7 separate regions of the Sus scrofa genome follow, and all the other regions are linked to region 1. A link is a contact called in public Hi-C and targeted proximity ligation data. All regions are on one chromosome and are shown on one strand. The core of a region is the stretch at or near the end of the contact, and the rest is flanking DNA. Distances in the headings are between cores, read along the strand shown.

What was found. Hi-C and Micro-C count contacts between places; a contact is called where the count stands out from the background.
Region 2: a targeted proximity ligation map of alveolar macrophages shows a contact between it and region 1. A contact is called at or near these places in 2 of 47 Hi-C or Micro-C datasets (embryonic fibroblasts and liver) and 2 of 2 datasets of targeted methods (alveolar macrophages and skeletal muscle).
Region 3: a contact with region 1 is called in a Hi-C map of skeletal muscle, with 10 times the contacts expected there. A contact is called at or near these places in 4 of 47 Hi-C or Micro-C datasets (embryonic fibroblasts, liver, psoas muscle and 1 more) and 2 of 2 datasets of targeted methods (alveolar macrophages and skeletal muscle).
Region 4: a targeted proximity ligation map of skeletal muscle shows a contact between it and region 1. A contact is called at or near these places in 2 of 2 datasets of targeted methods (alveolar macrophages and skeletal muscle).
Region 5: a targeted proximity ligation map of skeletal muscle shows a contact between it and region 1. A contact is called at or near these places in 2 of 2 datasets of targeted methods (alveolar macrophages and skeletal muscle).
Region 6: a targeted proximity ligation map of skeletal muscle shows a contact between it and region 1. A contact is called at or near these places in 2 of 2 datasets of targeted methods (alveolar macrophages and skeletal muscle).
Region 7: a targeted proximity ligation map of skeletal muscle shows a contact between it and region 1. A contact is called at or near these places in 3 of 47 Hi-C or Micro-C datasets (embryonic fibroblasts and skeletal muscle) and 2 of 2 datasets of targeted methods (alveolar macrophages and skeletal muscle).

The regions. Positions count from the first base shown.
Region 1 is chr4:14,340,084-14,343,509 of Sscrofa11.1, forward strand. No RefSeq gene overlaps it. Among named protein-coding and RNA genes, the nearest start is that of TRIB1, 44 kb to the left of the region's middle.
Region 2 is chr4:14,572,903-14,576,328 of Sscrofa11.1, forward strand. All of the region lies in intron 2 of NSMCE2 (E3 SUMO-protein ligase NSE2), which reads right to left. Among named protein-coding and RNA genes, the nearest start is that of WASHC5, 24 kb to the right of the region's middle.
Region 3 is chr4:14,115,672-14,119,097 of Sscrofa11.1, forward strand. No RefSeq gene overlaps it. Among named protein-coding and RNA genes, the nearest start is that of TRIB1, 180 kb to the right of the region's middle.
Region 4 is chr4:14,551,275-14,554,700 of Sscrofa11.1, forward strand. The region is part of intron 2 of NSMCE2 (E3 SUMO-protein ligase NSE2); the gene reads right to left. Among named protein-coding and RNA genes, the nearest start is that of WASHC5, 45 kb to the right of the region's middle.
Region 5 is chr4:14,132,102-14,135,527 of Sscrofa11.1, forward strand. No RefSeq gene overlaps it. Among named protein-coding and RNA genes, the nearest start is that of TRIB1, 160 kb to the right of the region's middle.
Region 6 is chr4:14,504,673-14,508,098 of Sscrofa11.1, forward strand. All of the region lies in intron 4 of NSMCE2 (E3 SUMO-protein ligase NSE2), which reads right to left. Among named protein-coding and RNA genes, the nearest start is that of WASHC5, 92 kb to the right of the region's middle.
Region 7 is chr4:14,482,134-14,485,559 of Sscrofa11.1, forward strand. All of the region lies in intron 4 of NSMCE2 (E3 SUMO-protein ligase NSE2), which reads right to left. It overlaps LOC106509961 (a long non-coding RNA gene), which reads left to right. Exons shown (of 3, transcript XR_002343108.1): 2 at 3,400-3,426. Among named protein-coding and RNA genes, the nearest start is that of WASHC5, 110 kb to the right of the region's middle.

The DNA of each region.
Region 1 (3,426 bases), core at 243-2,742:
TGAGTGGCCCTTGGTTGGTTTCCTTGGGGGAGAAAAGGATGACACAAACAACTCTTTCACTTCCCAGACCCCACCCAGTACACTTTTAAGATGTGGAAATTTTATTAAATCCCTCAGCACGGCTTCTTTCTATAGCTTCTGTGGTTTAACTCTCCCTGGGTCTTTTTGCTCATGGTTTTAGCTTTTTCCCTGCCCTCGGTCAACCTGAGAGTTTTCTTTCTCTGCTGTCTCAAATGCACCGTGTGTTAACATTTTTAGTATTTGCTACAGGCCTTGCACACTCAGGGAGTAAAGTGACCCTTATCCCGTGGTTCCTTCTGTGTGCTTGAGGCTCAGGATGAATCTGGCTCCTTACCAGCCCGACCTCCCCTCCTTCATTCCTGCCCCGCTGGGACCAGTCACGGGGCATTGGCTCCTGCTGGCGCCCGTCACCATAGCTGTCTCCTGTCCATCCAAACTGGTCCCTTCTTCATGGCCCAAGGTGCCAGGTCCACAAGGTCTTTTCGACCACTGATGCCCCCAGGACTTTCTCACTCCTCTTACCTCCTGAAGGTCTGTGTCTGCCTCATTAAGCTGGAGGCACAATTTGACTCTATCATTCTCCTTAAAAAGACTAAATGCATTGTGTATTTTGTCTTTTTTTTTTGTCTTTTCTAGGGCCGCACCTGGGGCATATGGAGGTTCCCAGGCTAGGGGTCGAATCGGAGCTGTAGCCACCAGCCTACGCCAGATCTACAGCAACGCGGGATCCGAGCCGCATCTGCAACCTACACCACAGCTCATGGCAATGCTGGATCCTTAACCCCCTGAGCAAGGCCAGGGATCGAACTCGAAACCTCATGGTTCCTAGTCAGATTCATTAACCACTGAGCCATGATGGGAAATCCTGAATGTGTATTTTGGAAAAATAAATTATTCTACTCTCAAACCTGGTCCCTCCCCACTCCCAGCCCCCCAGGCAAGCCTTTATGAACTTGGTTGGTACTTTGCATTATTACATTTTCATGCATTCACACGTATTTGAACGAACTAAATGTCTTGAAAGCAGGGACAGGGGCCAAGGCAGGTCCTCAGCTCCCCAAGCATCCAGCCAGGCTTTGGCCATTAGCACTTAATTCCTTTCCATGTGCCATCCCCTGGGCTCTGGACAGCCAGCCCCAGGAGGCGGGCAGGGCAGGGGGTAAGATCTCCTTCTTACAGGTGAAGTCACTGAAACGCAGTGGACTTTGTGGAGTCACCTGAGGTCACAGAGCTGGGAAGGAAGAGAGTGAAATTAGAACTGGCGTCTTCTGACAAGCCCAGCTGTTCTGGGAAAAAGGCTGAAGGACGCTTGACTTCCCTAAACCTCACTCCCCAAGTGCCGGGCTCCTCGGAGCTGAGGTTAGCGAAAAACGTGTCGCAATCCCTCTCTCCGCTCTGGGGGCAGCCAAGCCCGGTTCTCATCTGTGACTTGATACAGCCCTTGGGTGGCAGTCCTTTTCACACCGCTGGTTCAGCGTCCACCCAGGTGAATCATCAACCATTAGCCAGCTGTCACCTCACCTTTAGCTCCGCGCGGTGTGAAGCTTGTTTTCTTTTGCTGGCATTAAACAGTCACCTCTGACACGTGGTGAGATGCAGGACGTTGCCTCCAAGGCAAACACAGCCCCACAGGAAAAACAGATTTGTCAAATACAAGCACTCTAGGGTGCCAAGAGCCGGCTTCTCCCTACAAAGCTCCCACGGCTGGCAGGGATGTCACCTGCCTCCAGGAAACAGATGGGACAGGTGGGTGAGCTCTGGTTACTGACTGATGGAGAGACAGGAGTGCCCCGCTGAGCCCTGTGGGTGTGAACAGGGCCTAGGGGCCCCCAGAGGCCCTGAAAACCCTGTCCCCCTGGGCCCATACTTCTCATATGAGACTCAGATCCATGGGCCAGCAGAACCTCGGTCCTGGACCCGTTCTTTCTGCAGTCCCTGCAGAAATCCCAGCCACAGAGGGCGGCCGGGTATGCCTCTGTGACTAATCGCTAGAGCTTCACGTTGCTGTCAATGACCTCTCCAGGGACTTTATTTCAACACTGGCAGCCTGTGGAGGGAGGTTCATAGGAGAACCCTGGTGGGCGTGGGTGGGCTCTGAGCCTCCGCGGGGACCCCAGCCCCGCTCTGTGTAATAAGAGTTTCCCAAAGGGCCACTTGGGATGACTGTGGATGCCTCAAGACATCTACTGCTTTTCTCGTCCTCGTCGTCTCTCTCTCTCTCTCTTTTTTTTTTTTTTGCTTTTTAGGGCTTTACCCACGGCCCATGCCATGGCCACAGCAACACGGGATCCGAGCCGCATCTGCAAACTACACCACAGCTCACCACACTGCCGGATCCTTAATCCACTGAGTGAGGCCAGGGCTCGAACTTGCATCCTCATGGATACTAGTCAGGTTCATTACTGCTGAGCCACAATGGGAATTCCCATTATTTCAAGAAATACATATTTATTTTAATACATTTTAAAATATATTTAGGGAGTTCCCGTCGTGGCGCAGTGGTTGACGAATCCGACTAGGAACCATGAGGTTGCGGGTTCGATCCCTGCCCTTGCTCAGTGGGTTAACGATCTGGCGTTGCCGTGAGCTGTGGTGTAGGTTGCAGATGCGGCTCGGATCCTGCGTTGCTGTGGCTCTGGCATAGGCTGGAAGCTACAGCTCCGATTCAACACCTAGCCTGGGAACCTCCATATGCCACAGGAGCGGCCCAAAGAAATAGCAAAAAAAGACCAAAAAAATAAAATAAAATAAAATAAAATAAATATATATATATATACTTAGCACATCGAACCTGCAATTCCATGTATGTTATTACTGAAGAAGAGGCCAAACTTTTTTTTTTTTTTTGTCTTTTTGCCATTTTCTTGGGCCGATCCTGTGGCATATGGAGATTCCCAGACTAGGGGTCAAATCAGAGCCGTAGCTGCCGGCCTACGCCAGAGCCACAGCAACTCAGGATCTGAGCCTAGTCTGCAACCTACATCACAGCTCACAGCAACGCCGGATCCTTAACCCACTGAGCAAGACCAGGGATCAAACCTGCAGCCTCATGGTTCCTAGTCGGATTCATTAACCACTGCGCCACGACGGGAACTCCTAAACATTTTTTTTTTAAAGTAACTTCATTGATATAAAAAAATTAAGAAGTTCCCTGGTACATTAAGGACCTGGCATTGTCACTGCTGTGGCTCGGGTTGCTGCTGGGGCGTGGGTTTGAGTGCATGCTGCTGTGGGCATGGCAAAATAATAATAATGATGATGATAAAGTAAAAAATTAAGCAAGTGATAATTCAGGTTATAAGAGGGTAAGGCAAAACCCTAAAAAAGGAGCTTGGACAATTGAAGTTTGGGAAACACTATTTTCTTGGAGAATGCAAATTCATACCAAAAATATGAACAGAACCT
Region 2 (3,426 bases), core at 374-2,873, 230 kb after region 1:
ATGTAAAACTAATAATCTGAAAACATTGAAAAAAGTACAGAAGATATAAATAGATGCTAAAAAAAAATCCTATGGTCCTATGGAAAACAATATTGTTGAGATGATAATGTTTCCCAAATTGAACTATAAGCTTCATGCAATCCCATCAGAACCCAGCTGGCTTCTCTGTAGAAAGTGATAGGCTGATCCTAAAATTTATACAGAATTACAAGAGACCCCCCCCCAAAAAAACTCAAAACAATTTTGAAAAAAAGGAGTAAAGTTGGAGGACTACACTTTTCAACTTCAAAACTTCCTGCAAAGCAGCAGCTACAAGACAATGTGCTGATGGCAGAAGGATAGGCATACAGAATTCTATCAATGGAATAGAATTAATTGAGAGTCCAAAAATAAACTTGTATGTCAATGGTCAACTGATTTTCAACAATGAGGTACCAAGACTATTAATGAGGGAAGAATGATGCTGGGACAACTGGACAGCCACATACAAAAGAATGAAACTGGACCATTAGTCAAGCCATCTACAAAAATTAATTCAAAAATGGATCTAAATATAATAGCTAGAGCTGTGAAACTCCTAGGAAAAAATATAGGAATAAATTTGCATGACCTTAGATTTGACAATAGATTCTTAGGTATGATCAAAAACACATGTAACAAAAGAGAAAATAGATAACCGGACTTCACCAAATAAAAAACTTCTATATTTTAAAGAACACTATCAATAAAGTAAAAAGACAACTCACAGAATGGGAAGAAATATAAATCATACATTTGATTTTGGACTTGCATCCAGAATATATAAAGAACTCTTACAACTCAAAAATAGAGACAGAAATAACTCAATTTGAAAATGGGCAAAGGATCCAAATAGACATCTCTCCAATACAAATGTCCAAAAAGCACATGAAAATATACTGCACTTCATTAGTCATCAGAAAATGCGAATCAAAACCATGATATCAATTTGTACACAAACGTTCAGAGCAATATTTCTTAATAATATCCAAATAATAATTTATTAATAATAACAACCCAATGTCCAGCAACAATGAATGCATAGATAAGATGTGGTACATTCAAACAATGGAATATGATGTAGTCATAAAAAATAGAGCAATTGACTGGAAGGGGTTAAAAAGAAATCTAGGTTAGTTATCAAAAATAAAACCTAGAGTTCCCACTGTGGCTCCATGGTTAACAAACCCAACCAGTATCCATGAGGACACAGGTTCAATCCCTGGCCTCGCTCAGTGGGTTAAGGATCTGTAGTTGCTGTGAGCTGTGACGTAGGTCGCAGACACGGCTCAGATCCTGCATTGCTCTGGCTGTGGTGTAGGCCTGTAGCTGTAGCTCCGATTGGACCCCTAGCCTGGGAACCTCCATATGCTGTGGGTGTGGCCCTAAAAAGACAAAAAAAAAGTAAAACCCCATCAAGGGATATAATGAAACATTAATGAAATCATTTTAAATCAATCATTATGGCAGATAGTGCTAGAATGCAGGGGAAGGGGAGATTCAAATGTCAACAAAGCTTCCTCTCAACTTCAGTCTAGGCATCAGTGCAGGCTCTTAAAGCCCTTCAAAGAAGTTCACACAAAGAATGCCTCTTGCACTTGGTCACATGCAAAACTGAAGCAAGAAGCACATCTATTTGGTGCTTCCCCAAGGGCCTTCTCCAAACTGGGTTCATAACTCCCACCCACAGGGAGAAAGCCAGGGCCTGAAGCAGCACCAAGAGACAAGCAAATTAGCATTTCCAAGGTCAACTGCTGACAGGCCTAATTGTTTACAGCAACTAGAGTGTTCTGGCTGCTTAAGAGGCTTACTCCCTCTAGCTTGCTCAAGACCAAAAGAAACTAAATTACCACATCAGCTACAAAATATGAAAGTAGTGTAGGTGTGGAGTCAAATCAGCATGTGACATTTCAAACAGAAGCAAATATTAATAGGATCTGCAGAAGTAAGTTTAAGCTGGTTAAACAATTTGGGGAAAAACCTAAAATACCAATCACGCCAGTGGTAGAGGGCGACTAATACAAAGAGAAAAAAGAGAAAGGAAAAAACAGAAATCGGTAAATAGTATTATCTTGTTTTACTAACTGGTTCAATGTGAATATCACCAAAACCTCTAAAAAGCTACAAAACTGATTGATTTAACTACCCTTAAAATTTCTTGATAGAGTCACTGAAAAGTGAAATACCCTCTCTACTTGCTATTACAGTTGCCATTTGCCACATGCAGTGGCAATTAGGCATTTGAAATTTGGCTAGTCTGGATTGAGATCCATCATAAGATTTTGAACTTGGAACCTGGCACAAAAAAAAGAATGTAAATGTAAAAATAACTCAATTTTAATACTGATTACATACTGAAATAATATTCTAGGCACATTAGATTAGATAAAACATTACTGAAATTAATTCCTACTCTTCTTGCCTTTTGTAATGAGGACGGTGGAATATTTTAAGTTACATACGCGGCTCACATTATATTTTTATTGGACAGTGCTGCTACATATAAATATAACTTTCCACTTATATAGAACACACAATTTCAGTTATAAAGCACAGAAAGAAGAGGGATAAATAAGTCTGGATAATAAAATAATTTTCTCTAGAATAATCAAATTGGTTTCATCTGTTAATCACCAATCAAATAAAAGCATGTTTCTGCTTACTGAAAGACAAACTTCAATGTCTTTTAAAAAGCCTTGATGTTTCAAAAATGATCCTAAGTCTGTTCTACCTCTGCCATGAATTGTACTCTTTGCCTAGAATTAAACTAGTCTTAATTGTTTTCAATGATCATACGTATAATACAAAATGCTAGTTTAATTTTAAAATCTGATCGAGCGACACCATTTCAGTTCTTTCTGTAGCGGTCATTTTCACATTCTATTAGATCATTGAAACCTAAGCCACGTCTCTGATTCAAAGATTTAAAAAAAAAAAAAAAAAAGTAGAAATCAACTCAAATGTTATTCTAAAAAAAAAAAAAAAAATTGTTATTCTCCAGCATCTAGAAAAACCGAGGCAGTACTCAGGTACTATACAGATTCTGTTTTAGAAATCTAAAAGATGACTCATTTACTATTTCAAAAAGTGACACCTTAATATGGATGGGAGAGCTCAGCAAACAGGAGAGCAGAGCAAGCAATTATTTCCACACATGCCATCATGTGGAGAAACCAAGCCAAATTTCAGGTTGGTACAGTCAGTGGAAGAAAGAAAATCTGGAGGTGTTGGAATGGTTGGAAATTTATGGAGTGAGAGTGGTAACATGAGGTGAGGTGAGGCCAAGAGCAGCCCAAGCTCTCCTCTCCAGAGCCCTTAAAAAGGAAACTGCTCAACTTTCTGACGAAGGAAGCCAAGAGGAAAGAAAAACACATTTCACACTTTTTAACATCCCCAAACTATTCGCCA
Region 3 (3,426 bases), core at 665-3,164, 220 kb before region 1:
TGTGGCTGCAGGGCCAACAGCAGAGCAGACTCCCCTGGAAGGCTGGAAGCAGGGTTTTTTGTTTTGTTTTGTTTTGTTTTGTTTTGGGGGGGTTTCGTTGTTGTTTTTGCCCTTCAAACCTTTGCACTGTTGGCACTCCCCTAGTCACTGGCCCACCTCAGGCCTGCAGTTGTCGCCGTGGGGTCTGAATCAGCATCTTCAAAGTACAGGCATTATTATGAGATCATTTTACATTTGGAAAAATGAAAAAAAAACAAAAAAACAAAACCTCTTTTACTTTTCTACTATAAGTGCAACGAGGTAAAACTCACAGGTACCCATGGGAAGTGCTCTTAGAAGGTGAGGAGAGAGGGAAGACGCAGAGGGGATGCGTTCTCTGGGGGTGAATGCTCCGTTCTCTGGGGCCGCCGTGGGTTCAGTCTCCTGTGGTTTGGGGCAAGAATTCCTTCAACAGCTGCATGGTGGCCCAAACTTGATCTCTGGTTTTAGACATGCCACTTGCCATCGGTGAGCTCCAATTTTAGCAACCAAGCATCCCCATAGAGAGGAACTACTCATCTACCCCAAAATGAGAATGAGGACAAATTTCCTGGGAACTTAAACCAAAATGCAATTTGGGAGTGAATGCAGAAAAAGAAACCGAAATACACTTTCTGTTCTGCAGGTCGAAACACAGAGCTGTAGTTCCTCAAAACTTAACCCTACCTCCCAGCTGAAGAGAAGAGGAAATCAAAGTCTGTACAGCTCTGGCAGCAGTCATGCTCCAGAACTCTTCATGAAGCTTCCCTACCCTGCAGAGTCGGAAGTGACTCTTCCCCATCCCCCACCCATGCTCCTGTCCCTTGTTCCAACTGGCACATCCCACCGGGTCATTCACACGGGCAGCACCATGCCCGCCATGCCCCCACTTGGAGGGGGGATAATTTCCACCAGCTGTAGTGTGAATGGCGCCCCCTGAGTTGGGTCCCACTTCTGCCAGAACATCTTGCGGATGGCCATGATTTAAGGCTGACACTTACAAGGAGGCCACAAGCTCCTAGGTGAGTTCCTGTGACTTCTGCGTCCCTGGCACCCAGCACAGTGCCTAGTATGGAGTAGAATCTCACTAGAAACTCCTAGGGATTTCAGAAGCAATGAATGTGAAAGGAGAGTCAGCACCCCACTTAGACAGGAAGTAAGCAATTACTTTAAATAGGAGCAGCATCCTAATTAGAGTGTGGATTGTTCTTGAAATAACCTTAGATACTTTATTAGCACCATGCTGTAACCAACTGAACTAACCGGCCGGCCCGTGTGAAATAACCTTAGATATTTTAAAGGGTAGATATAACATAGTGATTAAGATCTCTGGGTCCGAAGTCAGAAGGATCTGAGTTTGAATCCCTGCTCCACAACTGCTGAACCATATTCCCAAACCTCTCTAAGCCTAGGTTTCCTCATCTGGGAGGGCCCACTGAGATCACACCTTAGCCCACTGCCTGATACACAGTAATGTCTTGGTTGTAATGACAAAGTTATGTTGTTATGGCAATTAATCAAAAACTAAACATTAATCCTAAATGGCACATTTTAGTTATCAGTACTCATATCCCCCAAGAAGGAATATGCTGAAGACGTATTGAGTGCTCAGTTAATGTTTATTGAATGACAGAGAATGAGCAAGAGACAGAGAGAATGAGAATGAAGGTGGGGGAAGGTACTAAACCAGGAGTCAGAAGAGATACAGCTTCAGATCTGACATCACTAACATTGTGACTTTGAGTCAGTACCTGTCTGGATCTCAAATTGCTCCTTCTTAAGATTGAAGGGTATCAGATGGTGTCTCAGGTCCCTTCTCCTGGAACCCTTCCCCCAGAGAGGAGCCCTGTAGCCCCTGATCATTTTTGCAGTGTTCCCTCAGATCCTGCAGGTGGTGCTACTGAGTTAAAAAGAGAATTGTTTTTTTTTTTCAGCTTGGTTCCAACTGCCAAGTCTCTGCACCAACAACAGACTGGGAATTAGGGAAATGACTGACTTGTTGCTGAAAATGCCTGGGGCAGTAAACGAATCATTCCATTTCCTTTCTTCCCTAGTTGGCCTCTCCCCGGTGCCATGAAAACTTCAGGCCCTGGATTCTAAGTCCAGTTCCACCACTTCCTGGCCAGTGACCTTGGGCAAAGGCATTTGCCTTCTTGGAGCCTAGTCTTCAAAATGAGGCAAATAATACGGACACCCCTGGAGCCCTGGGAACATTAAACAGTGGTTATCAAATAGAAGAGTCCAGTGCCTGGCACATAGTAGGTATTCAAAAAATATCCATTCCTCTTTCATTCGTAAGGACTATGGCTAGTGCTTGAGAAGTAAGGAGCAATGTGCAGTAACAGAGTAATGAGATGAGCTTCCTAGGAGAGTCAGCATGAATCGAACCTTGTAGGATGGGGAGAGTTTTCCGGACGGATCATGAATTGTTGAATAAAGCCAATTAGATCTTCACATTTACTCAGTTGAAGTTTGGGGGGTTTTGTTTTTAGTTTTTTATGGCTGCACCCATGGCATATGGAAGTTCCCGGCCCAGGGATCAAACTAGCCGCTCTGCAGTGACCCAAGCTGCTGCAGTAGGACCTACTGCACCACAGCAGAAACTCCATTTTTTCGTTCCTTTTTTTTCTTTCTTTTTAGTGTCGCACCTGCAGCACATGGAAGTTCCTGGGCTAGGGGTCAAATTGGAGCCGCAGCTGCAGGCCTACACCGCAGCCACAGCAACATGGGATCTGAGCCACATCTGTGACCTACTCAAGCAGCTCACGGCAATGCCGGATCCTTAACCCACTGAGCAAGGCCAAGGATGGAACCCAAATCCTCATGGATACTAGTCAGGTTCTTAACCCACTGAGCCATGACGGGAACTCCCTGAATTTTGTTTTTTAACCCAGCGCAGTGGCCGCTGCACTCCAGTAGGGCAGAGTCTAGTAAGAGCAAGGCTTAGGATGGAAGTGACTGCAACAGAGGGAATTAGTCCTGTCCTAATGATGACGATGGTGATAACACTAAATCCCGGTGGGATTTGTGAATGGGAAGCGCTGGGTAAAACTGGCTCTGTGTTCAATCCTCCTCACAGAGACGCGGTCACTGTCTCTAGTTCTACTTGAGGAAACACACCGCCTCTCTGCAAGTGACGCAGGTGGGGTCTGAAATCAGACTGGAGGCTACGCTGGATGTGCAGCGCTGGGGGTACAAGGAAGAAGCAAGTCCACACTGTCGGTAGGTGGGAGGGAGGCCCGCAGAAGGAGGCCCGCAGAGGGAGGACACAAGACTCGGAGGTCTGGACGTGGGAACAGGGCATCGACTCTGCAGAGAGGCCTGCAGCGCTGAGCTCTGGAGTTCAGCCTGTTCCCGGAGAGGACGGGACTCACTGCAGGGTTCCAATCAGGGGGATGCTGAGGGGAA
Region 4 (3,426 bases), core at 262-2,761, 210 kb after region 1:
ACAGGGAACGTGCCCCATGCTGCTAATAAGAAGTGCGTTGGGGAAAGAGCATAGCTTTGCATGAGGCAGGCAAAAGAACTAAATAAGTCCCTGAAGAACTCAGGAGGAAAAGAGGGATAAACACATAAACAGGGAACTAGCTGTTGACTGAAAGTGGCTTGGAGATAGGGAGGTGCCGAGGGACTGACCAGCCAAAGGTTCCCTGCCCCTTATTCCACCATATAGAAGCCCACTACCCCAATTCTCCCACTCTTACAGAGAAAGCCCTTCCTAGAAATCCACACCAACCAAATCCTACACATCCTTCAAGAGCTGAACTCAAGCCCTTCCTGCTTTTAATCTCTACCAGCCTAGAAGGGTCTCAATTTATCTTAACATCTACAGTTGATACTTTGGCGCTTTTAAATATAAACGGTCTTGTCTTCTTATATGAATTTGTCTCACTTCTCCAAACAAACTTTAATCCATTGGAGGGCAAGAATGATGCTTTAATGCTCCTGGAATTCAACAAAGAATTACAGCAACTCTTCCTTCAAGATTCTTATGTGGCCATCATATAAATTTGAAAATCAAACTTTTACCAAACTACAAATTGCCCTGCCTCTGATATTCAATTGAGTCAAAATGTAAAGAAGACATGTAATAGAAATTCATTTGCCTGTTCTATTTTCATTTCACTTTTCCTATGGAAAAATGTTGGCACCAGTGCAGGGCGGGGGGCATTATAAAAGTGATGTTAACGTTCACAGGATGACAATTTCAAAGAGGAAAATATTACTGTACACCTCTGCAAGCCTGGAAAGTGACTGCCATGATTAAAAATATACATATAATAATAATAACAGCTGTAACTAAGACTTGTGTTATGCGCCGAGATCGTACTGAACACAATATTTACATTAAACCTCACAGCAACATTAAGAGATAGGTAGCTTTATCTCTGCTTTACATATAAGAAAACCGAAACACTAAGCAGTTGAAGTAACTTGCTCTAGGACACAAAGGTTGTGAGCGGCAGAGCTACGCCTCCAACTCAGACCTTCAAGGTGCAACGTTTGCACACTTGTCCGCCTGGACTAAAAGGTGCTTAAACACAAGAAGGACAAGCAGCTCCAACGCCTCCATAAATATCCAGGGAACAAACCCTCGGGGCAGGGGGAAGAAGAAGACTGCCATGGCCCTGAGCTTCATCTCAGTTCCAGGTGGCCTGTTCCAAGTAGGACACTAGCCAATGCCACTCAAATGCTAACAGGCCTGATCCAGGAAAAGCTTTTCCAAATTCCTAGCCGAGGAAACCGAGGACAAAAAGGAAATGCTTTTCCCCTTTGAGAAGATTACTAAATTTTAAGGTTGGTGAAGAGAGTGGTCTTCCCCGTCCACGAGGCTTACTGGAGGGGCTGTAAGAGCAATCAGGACACTCACTGAATGCCAGGAGAATAACTAAGTCAGCTCTAGCTGCTGGTAGGTCAACCTGCACCAGGCCAAGAACACCAGCTGCAACAGAGATGGCAGCAGCAGCCACTTGATGGCAGCAGCAGAGAAATGTTTAAGGGGAAGGGAAAGGGCCCTGGAAGGCTCCAGCTGGCAAAGATACTTCTGAGTGTCAAAACCATTTCCACTACCTATGCTTTTGACTGTCCTTGGCTGGCCAAGTGGGGTCTGAGTCTAGGAATAGACTCATTTCTTCAATACGCTTTCATTCCCTATAATCGACCCTTGCTTATGTTAATCAAATGAACCTAAGTGATACCCTGCAACATACCTCTTTCAGCCAATGAGTGCGTGGGGCCGTCTCCTGGAGAGAGTGGGGAGGCTCGGTGAGAGCTGTGTAACACATCTGGCACACCAATTAAGCGAGTGCTCCAAGAAGTCAGTTCAGTAGTAGCTGAAATACAGCCCCCTACCCCTGCCCCAGCAAATCAAGTCCAGAGGGTGCAGATTATCTTTGATTTATATTATAAAAATATAAGTGCTTCTGTAAGTACGCCAGTACCACAGCTGTCCTCCTGCAAATCTGGTTTGTCTATACCCTGTGAGCCCGCTCAGCACTCTCCCGAATGTCGTGGGCTGCTAATGGTACCCAAAGAACTCAGAAAGTGTTATTTAGACCAGGAAGGGCCATAGAATTAAACCCATTCTTTAAAGACAGTTTCTGTTTCGTTTAGCTTTTTCCTGTTCAGTGGTAAACCCTAAGAAAATACAAAGAATGATAATAACTGAAGGAGGGCTTCATTTTAGACTGAAGTGCTCTGATATTTACATAAGTATCTGAATGGATGCAGTTGGCCTGTATATGAGTCTCCTAAAGTCATACAAACGTGTAATTATGCGATCCAGGCAGCCACGCTAACCATGTAACCATGTAACCATTAGACATGTCGCCTGTTACTTAACGTCAAAACGCTCTAACAGTGGTATTATAACTATTACTATTCTCTCTTTTGAAGTGTTGAATAAGGCATTGAAGTTACATGATCAGTAAAACATTAAGCAGAAATGGGTGATTATGTGTTGCAATCAAATTCAACTTAAAATTCATGGGACTTCAATGAGAGGAAGATGATAGCTGAAGCAGGAACAAGAAAGCAAAATAATTACATGAAAACAACGCGGGTTATCTTGAATATAAAAGACTAGGGCAAAATGAGGGAGAAGAGATAGACCTGAATAAGGAGAGGAATGGAGATTTAGCTATTTTTACAGATGTAGGCAGACTCAGGTGAGACACACTCCAGGTCTTCTGTGGCTAAACCATGCAGGTAGTAAGCCTGTAACACTGTGCTAATTCTTATGCAGCACAGTATGGACTCGTGAGCACTTATCCAGGGTGAGTTCCAAAATTGCCTAGTGTCTATTCCCACCTTATTTGCTCAACATAACACCACAGTCTAGGTCACTGGTTTAAAAAATGGAGATAGGAGTTCCTGTTGTGGCTCAGTGGTTAACGAATCTGACCAGGAACCATGAGGTTGCAGGTTCGATTCCTGGCCTTGCTCAGTAGGTTAAGGATCTGGCGTTGCCGTGAGCTGTGGTGTAGGTTGCAGACACGGCTCGGATCTGGCGTTGCTGTGGCTCTGGCATGGGCCAGCGGCTACAGCTCCAATTGGACCCCTAGCCTAGGAACCTCCATATGCCATGGGTGTGGTCCTAGAAAAGGCAAAAAGACAAAAAAAAAAAAAAAAAAAAAAGAAAAGAAAAGAAAGAAAGAAAAGAAAAATGGAGATAAAGATCCTTTATCTCGGCTTCCCTAGGCCCAGGTGGGCGTGGTCAACAGACCAATCAGACTTTGGTTCCACACCAGCCACCAGTTCAGCAAGAAGGGAAGGTAACTGATGCCTCTAAGAGATGCAGCTTCTTGAGCAACTCTACTAAATAAGGTCCCTCCCAAGCAGTGTCTGTCCTAAGCAGCAGCCTAAGGATTACACT
Region 5 (3,426 bases), core at 345-2,844, 210 kb before region 1:
AATTAGGGTATTTGGGGTTGTGTAATTCTGTCTACCTTGAGTACCGTCTCTATTAAAAATAAATACAAAAGGAATACATAGACTCCGTATCAGTTCAGAGATGAATTTGGCTGCAAGTAACAGAACCTCCAAACATAGTGGTTTAAAACAGTAAGGAGTTCTCAGCAAGGGGTCCAAAGGAAAGATGTTGCTGAGCAGGGTTGCTGTCTGTGCAGTCCTCCTAACCTCTTCCTCATGCTTATAAAGTATCTGCTACAGCTCCAACCATCACGTCCTTCCTCCATCCTGGAGCAAGGGGAAAGACATCCCCAGTAGATAGACATTTGCATCTCATGCACTAAGCCACACAGCTACCCCTCCCTGCAAGGGAGCCTGGGAAAGTGAACTCTGAGCTTTCCACCTTCTAGGACAGAGAAAGCATAGCTTGAAGGGAGTTGGGATGTGTGCTATTCTATCTGCCACAAGGAACTCTCAGGAAGAAGGAAGAGCTGATCATCCGGATGGTAGAAACTAACCTGCAGTTATCTTCAGAGTGCTGCTCACTCAGCCACTCAGCTCCTCTTGAGGTTCTTGAGTCATAATTTACTTTCCCGTAGTCTGACTTTCCAGCATGAGGCAAACGCCCACACTTGGCCGGAGGAATACAGGAACCTTGACCAGCAAGCCCCACAGTGTGGTATTGGATGAGAGACAGAATGAAAGAGCTGGGCAGATGAGAAACAATAAAATGCTCACATTGCCCTTATTAGGATGGGAGCTCCCCAAAGGCAGAACCCCTGACTTTCTCATCTGCTCATCGGCCGCTCTACCTGGCAAAATGATGTACTCAGTCAATCCACTGTGACTTGAATGATTTCATTCTTCAGCCAGGAGCATGAGTTTGTTTTCTCCCCCTTTGTTTTATTTTGTGTCATTGTCATTTTCATCCTCATGTAAGCATGGGTCTTGAAGCCAGATAGACCAGGAATGGAATTCCAGCCTCACTAAACCTCTTTCTGTGGCTTTGGTCAAGACACTTTACTCTCTGTGCCTCAGTTTTCTTCTCTGTAACATAGAAAGATTGAGGAGTTCCCGTTGTGGCTCTGTGGGTTAAGAACCTGACTAGTATCCATGAGGATGTGGGTTCGACCCCTGGCCTTGCTCAGTGGGTTAAAGGATCCAGCGTTGCTGTGAGCTATGGTGTAGGTTGCAGACGCAGCTAGGGTCCTGCATCTCTGTGGCTATGGTGTGGGCTGGCAGCTGCAGTTCCAGTTCAACCCCTAGCCTGGGAACCTCCATATGCCACAGTTGCAGCCCTTAAAAAAAAGAAAGAAAAGATAAGAAGATGGAAACCAATTGCATGAGGTTGCTATATGAATGGAACAACACAGGGTGTGTAAAGCACTTAGTAAGTATGTGGCCCATCTAGTCACTCTAATATCAAAGGCCTGTTATTATTTTTATGTTGGAATTTTAAGCAATGAGAGCACAATAAATAAGTCGCTCCATCCAATTCCCCAGGAATTCCTGTTTGGATTCCTACCAATGGCAGGTTTGATATTTGAGGAGAGAGCAAAGTTCTAATCTTTCCAGTTCATCCTAAAAATAGTCAGCTCTTCTCTGTACAATCTGTCAGCTCAGCAAGTCCCATCTAGGGAACCGGGAGATTGTGTAAGGCAATCTTTCTAAACCGGGGTCAAATGTTCTCCTTTACCCGAGAGTAACTCGCAAAAGATGCACATGAAGATAAGGGGTTGGCCCATTAGTGCGGGGGAGGGGATGTCTTCCCACCCGCGCTGGGGTCTGATGTCTGGAGCCGCAAGGATAAAATGCAACTGGCACCTTTTGCATTCTGGAGAGAAGGGATATTTTTCTCATGTTTATTCATTCAACCACGCAAGTCCATAAATGAAAGACATTTGCTGGAAGCTACTAGCTCAGAAACCAGTAAATGCAGAAGAGCAGAAGTAATTAAGTGAACCTGCCCCTGAGATCTCATGGTCAAGCCATTTATTGAAACCTTTAGGCATTCAACAACAATAATAATTAATATTTATTGAGCGTTTATTAGGTGCCATCCCTAGTTCTAAGACTTTATGTGCATCATTCACTCTTATTCCTTCTCTTTTTTTTTTTTTTTTTGCTTTTTGGGCCTGTACCTGTGGCATGTGGAGGTTCCCAGGCTAGGGGTTGAATTGGAGCTGTAGCTACCAGCCTACACCACAGCCACAGCAATGCGGGATCTGAGCCGTGTCTCTTACTCCACAGCTCGAGGCGATGCTGGATCCTTAACCCACTGAGCGAGATCAGGGATGGAACCCGAATCCGCATGGATACTAGTCGGGCTTGTTACCGCTGAGCCACAATGGGAACTTCCTCTTATTGCTTATCTTAACCTCATGAGATAAGGACTTTATCTTGGGTGCCAATGAAAACGTTGAGGTACCAAGAGATTAAATAACTTATCTGGACTTTTAGAAACTCCCTATCTGGGAAGCTTTCCATTGTTATGACCAGTGTAGGGGACTTCTAACATAGGAGGGGGTCACTCATTGTCAGAATCAGCAAAAGGGAGTTCCCGTTGTGGCTCAGTGGAAAGGAATCTGATTAGTATCCATGAGGGCGAAGGTTCAATCCTTGGCCTTGCTCAGTGGGTTTAGGATTCAGTGCACTTTATGGCTGTCAAACCAATGACATCCTCTGGACATTCTCAAGGGCTTCTCTAGGCTCATGCTCTTCCCTCCCCAAGCAGGTCTTTCCCATCACCTTCTCTAGTAGCCACATCCTGCTCATTTTGCAAAACTCAACTCCACTGCCTCTCTCAAAAATCAAGAAAAATTTCCAGGAATCCCCCACCATATTACCTAGGTATGATCTCTCAAACCTCTGTTTGTCCACCTCTGTTGGCCCCAACATTTTGCCAAAAATTATGTTCGGCTGTGTATCTGGCTTACTTTGTCTATGAAGTGAGTTCTCCTCCAAAGCAGAGGCCATGTGTGGTCAACTGTCTTATCTCCAGGGCCTGGCATTCCTGGGTTTAGTGCCCTGGTTCATGGGCACTAAACCCATATGCCTGGCTCACAGTATGCCCATGTAGGTGCTTGGCTGCCATTCACAGAATGGAATGGAAAGTGGAAATTCAAAAATGAGATAACGGGAGTTCCCATTGTGGCTTAGGAGGTTAAAAACCTGACTAGTATCCATGAGGATTCCGGTTCAATCCCTGACCTTACTCAATGGGTTAAGGATCTGGTGTTGCTCCAAGCCTCAGCGTGGGTCAAGGATGTGGCTCAGATCCCATGTTGTTGTAGCTGTGGTATAGGCTGGGGGCTAAGGCTTCAATTAGACCCCTAGCCTGGAAGCTCCATTTGCCACAGGTGCAGCCCTAAAAAGACAAAGAAAGAAAGTAGAAAGAAAGAAAGAAAGAAAGAAAGAAAGAAAGAAAGA
Region 6 (3,426 bases), core at 624-3,123, 160 kb after region 1:
AACCTATCATTTTAACACACTTCTCCCAACCCTCTGCTCCTCAGGGGCCTCCTCCTCTCCTTCAGCTTCGAACTCCAGCCTCCAGCTCAGGCAATCACCAGAATCCAGCTGCGGGCCAACAGCCATCAGCGCAAAAACAGAAGAGCTTACTGCTTCTCAAAGCTAAGAATTCTGAAAACAATAATACTTTCTATTTTTAGAGGTGGGGTGGCAGGGGAACTTGCTAGTCGAGTCAAATGAGTCAGTCAAGATGAGAAAGTTAGTATATTTCAGTCAGTACGTCTGTGCTGGCATGAACCATTGCCTAAAGCAGTGGACACTCTTTCAGAGGTTCCCGCTGCCCTCCCAAATGAAGACCCTTCAGGCCATCAGGCTTCTCCCCTCCCCTACCTTCTCGGTACTCCCTTTTCCAGCCCTTTGGTCCAGACACTCGCAGTTCCCAGAAACTATTGTGTTCTCTTTCACATGCAGACTTGAACGGCTTTTGCATGCAGACCTTTAAATGACAGTATTTTAAACAACCATATCCATGTTTTAATGACAGTATCTGTTCATGTTCAGGTATGAGATTATATAGAGGACATTCCAGTATTGATTTCCATCTTGCACACTCTTGAAGCAAAATAATCAGCCTATTTCAAAGCCACTCTAAACTTTACTGCAAATTCCTCTTCTTGCCAAACATTCTCACGTGCTAATCTTCCTCGCCTTTGCTATTAGATATCCCTCCCCAGATGAAAATGTCCTTAAAGGTCCCCCACGATGGCTGTGCACTCATCTACCTCGGGGAGGACTCCACGAACGAAGTCAGGGATATCTGCATGCAAGAAGGGACAGCAGTAACCAAGCGAAGAGAGAGGGGTTAAGTCAAATATTCCATAAGAGGTTAGTAAGTGTGAAAGTCTGCATGTGAAAGAGAACACGATACTTTCTGGGAACTGCAAGTGTCTGGATCAAAGGGCTAGAGAAGAGAGTACTGAGAAAGTGTGCGTGTATGTGGCGGGGGGAGCCTGATGGCCAGAAGAGTTTTTATTTGGGGAGGGCGGAGGGACCCTCTGAAAGAGCGTGGTGGACAAACATGACCAGACCAACACTTTAGGATGATCAGTCCCTCTGGCAGAAACAGACAGGAGGCGAGTCTGGAGCAGGGAACACGTAGGAGGCAGGCGGTAAAATCGAAACTAGAGCAGGTATAACAGTGGGAGCACAAAGAAATGGAGAGGGCTTGGGAGAGACTTTTAGCAATGGGACTAGACAGTCTATCTTGTTAATTGAAAATTCTCACTCATCTCTTTGTAGAAAAATGTTTTGCCTTTGGTGAATGTAAAATAAAGCCGCTGTGCTCTGAAGCAGAAGGAAAATACCTAAGCTCCTACTATGTTTTCTTGATTCTGTAATCCCATCAAAGGTAAGAAGCACCATCAACTTAATGCTTTGTGTGTGGGTGGAAAAAATCAATGTTACTGCATAACAGGAGAGATGGAGGTTGCTAAGGCTGATGGTTGGTGGAAGGAATTAAAAATACTTGAGTCTAACTTGGAAGTTTCCTGCTTCCTGCAGTTGAAGTCAAAGAATCGTGTCCCCCCAGGGAAAGAGGAAGGAAGTGCCTTCCACCAGTGAGCAACCAATGGTCAAACTGGGCAAGGAGGGTTGCCAGAAAGTCTGGGAACACTTCCAACCAACTGGCAGCCCCACTTTGTACTCAGAGCACTGCTGCTGCCAAAGCGACGCTGATGAAAAGGAACATGACACCTTACCCTCTACTCTCATTCCCAGGACTAGTGTGCATCAAAGGATCTACCAGGGAATATTTGTCCCCTGGGGGAATAAAGTTTCCATAAACTAAGTTCTGACCCCTCTTTGTAGTCCTTCAATCCTTCCCCACCGCTACATGAAGCACTGGTTCGATGCCAGGTGTAGGCACCGCAGGCAGTACCAAGGCCAAGTGCCTGCCCTCACTCAGCTGACATTCCAACCAAACGCAAGCTGCGAAATGAAGACCAAGCACCCACTACTGAAGAAAACTGATTAATTTAAGTGACCCAGAAAACTCTATTCTTCTATTTTAGAAAACAAACTATATTTATTTTGGAAAGTTCTACTCAATGCCTTTCATCAACCCCTAGGCCACTCTCATTTCCTCTCCAAGTTTGGGGAGTCAAGTTCCAGGACCCTGTGATCTCAAGTGACTGGTTTCTTTTTCTCTCAGTCCCCAAGACATTAAATACCTGCCTACGGTCCTGGTGCCCAGTCCAGTGCTCTGTGTATCCAAGGTGCTAGTTCACTAAAAAGCAGACTCTGAAGTAAGTCAGCAGGTTTTTTTTTTTTTTTTTTTTTTTTTTAATGCTAAATCAAATCCAAAGTGGATCCTCTGCGGTTAAATCCAATGTACAGCTGTAACAGAATCCCTAGTAGAGTCAAGGTTCATTCAGGACACAGTGATAATAGCTGCAGCTCCACTGGATCTGCTCATATGCATATGTTTCACCAGACACAACGTGGTTCATTACGTGACTAGGGCTGTTTCTGACACTTCACTCTCTGCTTCCCTATCAAGAAAAGCTTGTCAAGCCAAAGCCAATATTGTACTGAAAAATGATTTGTTAACTTATCACCGTTTTTTGGTTCACACCCTTCTCAATGACAGAACATTCCTTATCTACTTGACAGCTTATTTTATCCTTCATTACAATCTTTTAATACTTTTACAGAAGGACTAAAATACTCTGAGTTTGTTTCCTTGCACTTGAGGATTTTATGTAACTGCTAATAATGTCTAAAATGCATAACCTTTTAATAAAAATTATTGATGTTAATGCCTTTAAGCAAGCTAAAAGAAAGATTAGGAAACTAATATTTGGGGGATTATATTACAATTTTAAGAACATTTTCACTTTTCATTTCAAAATATCTGGTTTAAGCCCTATATAATTCTGTGGGCTAAGAAACGTTATTATTATTGTATTACCCATACTTTACAGAAATGTAAAATCCCATTGATTTGATCAAAAATACAAACTATGATTTGGTTGAGCCAGAATCTGAATGTATATTTTCTGATTCCAAATTCCAGGATCTTTCCAGGATCTTCCCTTGACATTAAGCTGATTAAGTAAATGACTTTAAATAGTTATCAAGAAAAAAGGATTTCAGAATAACAAGGCAGATAACTCTGAAGGACATCTGAAGGACAATACCTGAGTATAACAAATATGCAAATATTATCATGATTAAGGCTATCAATTATGCACATAAATAGACAATTTTGTTTTAGAGTTATTAAGATGTGTACCGTATTCCACTTAAATACTATAAAGTGAGGAGATGCTAACAAGGTACCAAAGATCCAGACGTAAGCTCCAGGAGCACAGGGACGTGTCTCTTTTGTTCGATGCTACATTCCCAGCATATTCAGTAAACACTCGT
Region 7 (3,426 bases), core at 523-3,022, 140 kb after region 1:
TGTCTTTTTTGTTGTTGTTGTTGTTGCTATTTCTTGGGCCGCTTCCGCGGCATATGGAGGTTCCCAGGCTAGGGGTTGAATCGGAGCTGTAGCCACCAGCCTACGACAGAGCCACAGCAACGCGGGATCCGAGCCGCGTCTGCAACCTACACCACAGCTCACGGCAACGCCGGATCGTTAACCCACTGAGCAAGGGCAGGGACGGAACCCGCAACCTCATGGTTCCTAGTCGGATTCGTTAACCACTGCGCCACGACGGGAACTCCATGACTCTTTAATTTAGATCACCAAGGAAAACATTTTCAAAACTCTGCAAATATTTAGTTAGAATCAAATGATAAAACACTAAAACAATCAACCACCAGAGCATAAGCTTGGCATTGTTTTCCTTCTACAATCTTTTTTTTTTTTTTTTTTTTTGTCTTTTTGCCATTTCTAGGTCTTCACCTGCAGCATATGGAGGTCCCCAGGCTAGGGGTCTAATTAGAGCTATAGCTGTCAAGCCTATGCCAGAGCCACAGCAATGTGGGATCCGAGCCGAGTCTGCGACCTACACCACAGCTCACGGCAACGCTGGGTCCTTAACCCACTGAGCAAGGCCAGGGATCAAACCTGAAACCTCATCGTTCTTAGTCGGATTCGTTAACCACTGAGCCACGATGAGAACTCCTCCTTCTATAATCTTTATGACTCATTTCCAACTTTGTATGAAGCATCTTCAGATGACTGCTCTACTTTAGGCATCTCAACCCATTATGTCCCAAACTAAATGCTAATTCACTTCTACTCCCTCCTCCTGCCAACCTCCCGGAACACCCATTCTTCTTAATTAACTCCAGTGATCTCTAAAATGGGTATGCACAGAAAAAAAAATGCACCAGAGAAAGCCATAAAATATTAAAACTTCTGTACTAGATACAGGCTCAAAAGTATTTAACTACTAAGGGTATGTGATTTTGAAAAAAGTTGAGATGACTAATCTAATCCAGGCTTCCTCACTGCCTTTACACCATCAGTCCACAAAGGACTTCAATTCTCTCTCAAAGTCTCTTCCACTTTTCCTTCCATTTCCACTGCCTCTGCAGTAGCTCAGATGCTCCACGTCTTGCTTGGGTTTCTGCAGGAGTTTTCCATTTTGTCTTACTTCTTGTATTATCTTTTTCCAACTCATTTTTCACTCTGCCACTAGAAGTATCTTCACTATTCAGATAATATTGCTCATCCAAAAAAAGCAAACAAACAAACAAGTAAGCAAACAAAAACCACTGCCTACAATAATCCAAACACCAAAATGAGGGTTTTTTTCATGGTTTTCTATAGTTTTAGCTCAACCTAGGAATGCAGTGGAAACAAAAGCATGACCTTCAGGCCTAGGTTTGAGTTTTGGTCCTGCCTCTTGTGAGCTTTATTTATGACTTTGGGGAAAATCACTTAGGCTTCCTGAGTTTGTATTTCCATCTTCAAGTGGTGGTATTAATAGCTCACAACTGTTATGTAAATCAAATGAGATTATCTATGCATGAGGAGGAGCCGAGCCCAGAGCCAGGCACACACTAATAGGTGATCAATGGTTTGATCCCTTCGTGCTCTAGGGTCACTGCTACTACTGCCCTCTGCCTCGCTCCCCTGACTCCCCACCCCCACCCCATGACATTACGCACCAATCCAGGGGGAGGAACACAGGTTTTCCTCAAACACGACAGGCACTCTCAGGCCCCTGTGACTCTGATTACACTATACGCTCAGCCTCTTGTATGTCCTTTCCTGCCTTCTCCGCTGAAATTCTACCCAGGCCTCAAGGCCCAGCTCAAATGTCAGCTCTTCCAGGAAGGCTTCCCTTGATTTCTCTGATCATCACTTTTCCTTTCTGTTCTTCCTGCACGCTGCTTACAGCTTTTCTTTGGTATTTCTTTCTTTGTGTTGTAATATTACTATTATATTTGTATTAAATATAAAATCATGTTTACCTATGTTACCTGCATGAATTATAAGCTTCTTGAAGGCAGAAAGCATGCTTTTCTTCTTCTTAGCCTCAGCAATTAATACCTTGTACTGGAAAGGATTTAATACAGGTCTGCTGATCGACTAAGTAAACACAGCAAAACAAAACTTATACCTGAAAAATATACTGTTTCTCTCTCCAATGCATAAATTAAAAGTAACAACAAAATGACCTAACAATGGTAAATTTTGATATTTCAGACTCAGTGAAAAGAACAAGATATTGTTTTTAAACTATTAAACAGATGATATCAATTGTCATCCATGACAGACTACTAGTGAGTGAATATGAATTGAGGGTGATGATTCAAAGAGGAAAATCGTAATACATACATACCATCTATTTAAAACCACGCTTTCAAATGCTTAATGAGCTCACACTATACTGAATGAAATAATTAGGACACAAAACTGATCCCAATCTTGCAAGTATATAAGAAAAAAGGCAACAGAAATAAAATAAACATTAATATGTGGTTATTTCTGAGTGGTAGGGCTACAGGTGATTTTTATTTTCTGTCTTTTATATTATCTAAATGTTCTACAACACACACATTTATATAGTTAGAAATTTAAAAAAAGACTATCAATGAATTCTAATTAAAGCCTAACCAGATTTGCAAATGCTAAAAAGCCTTATTAGCCCAGTAAAAGACTTCCTGATATTTTAATATTTAATCACAACACATTTGTGTAGACATCATTAAACACCAAGAGTTAATGTGGTAGTTTAGAAAAAGATACTAATAGAAAATGGAGCCCTGCATTGTGACTTAGTGACCAATTCGGTTCCCTTATTAAAAATATCAAATGGGAGTTCCCACCGTGGCAGGGTAGGTTAAGTATCCAACTGCAGTGGGTTAGGCTGCTGCAGAGGTGCAGGTTTGATCCCCAGCCCTGCACAGTGGGTTAAAGGATCCAGGTATTGTCACAGCTGTGGTGTAGGCTCAGTTGTGGCTCAGATTCGATCCCTGCCCAGGGAACTTCCATATACCACAGGTGCAGTCATAAATTTAAAAAAAAAAAAAAATATATATATATATATACACACACACACACGCACATATAAAATAAGATATTAATAAAAGTTTTCCTTCATTTTAACCAGAAAGCAGAGTAAGTAAACATTTGACTATTCGGTAGGTAGCAAAGCACCAGCTCTGGAGGAGGAAGGTGTCAGCTGGCATTCCAGCTCAGCCACTTGTCAGCTGTGCAACTTGCTCTCTGAGCTGCAGTCACTCTTTCCACAGATCAGGGAAAATCCCCACACTTCCTCACTATTATCTGCAGCCCCAGTATCAACATCATCGTTAACCTCATCATTAATCTCATAATTAACAAGACCTCTATCCCAATGTCTAGGACAGGGGATGCCCTTTTCTATTCCGTGTCTCACAGATCTGGAGACTGTCCAACCCGACTGGA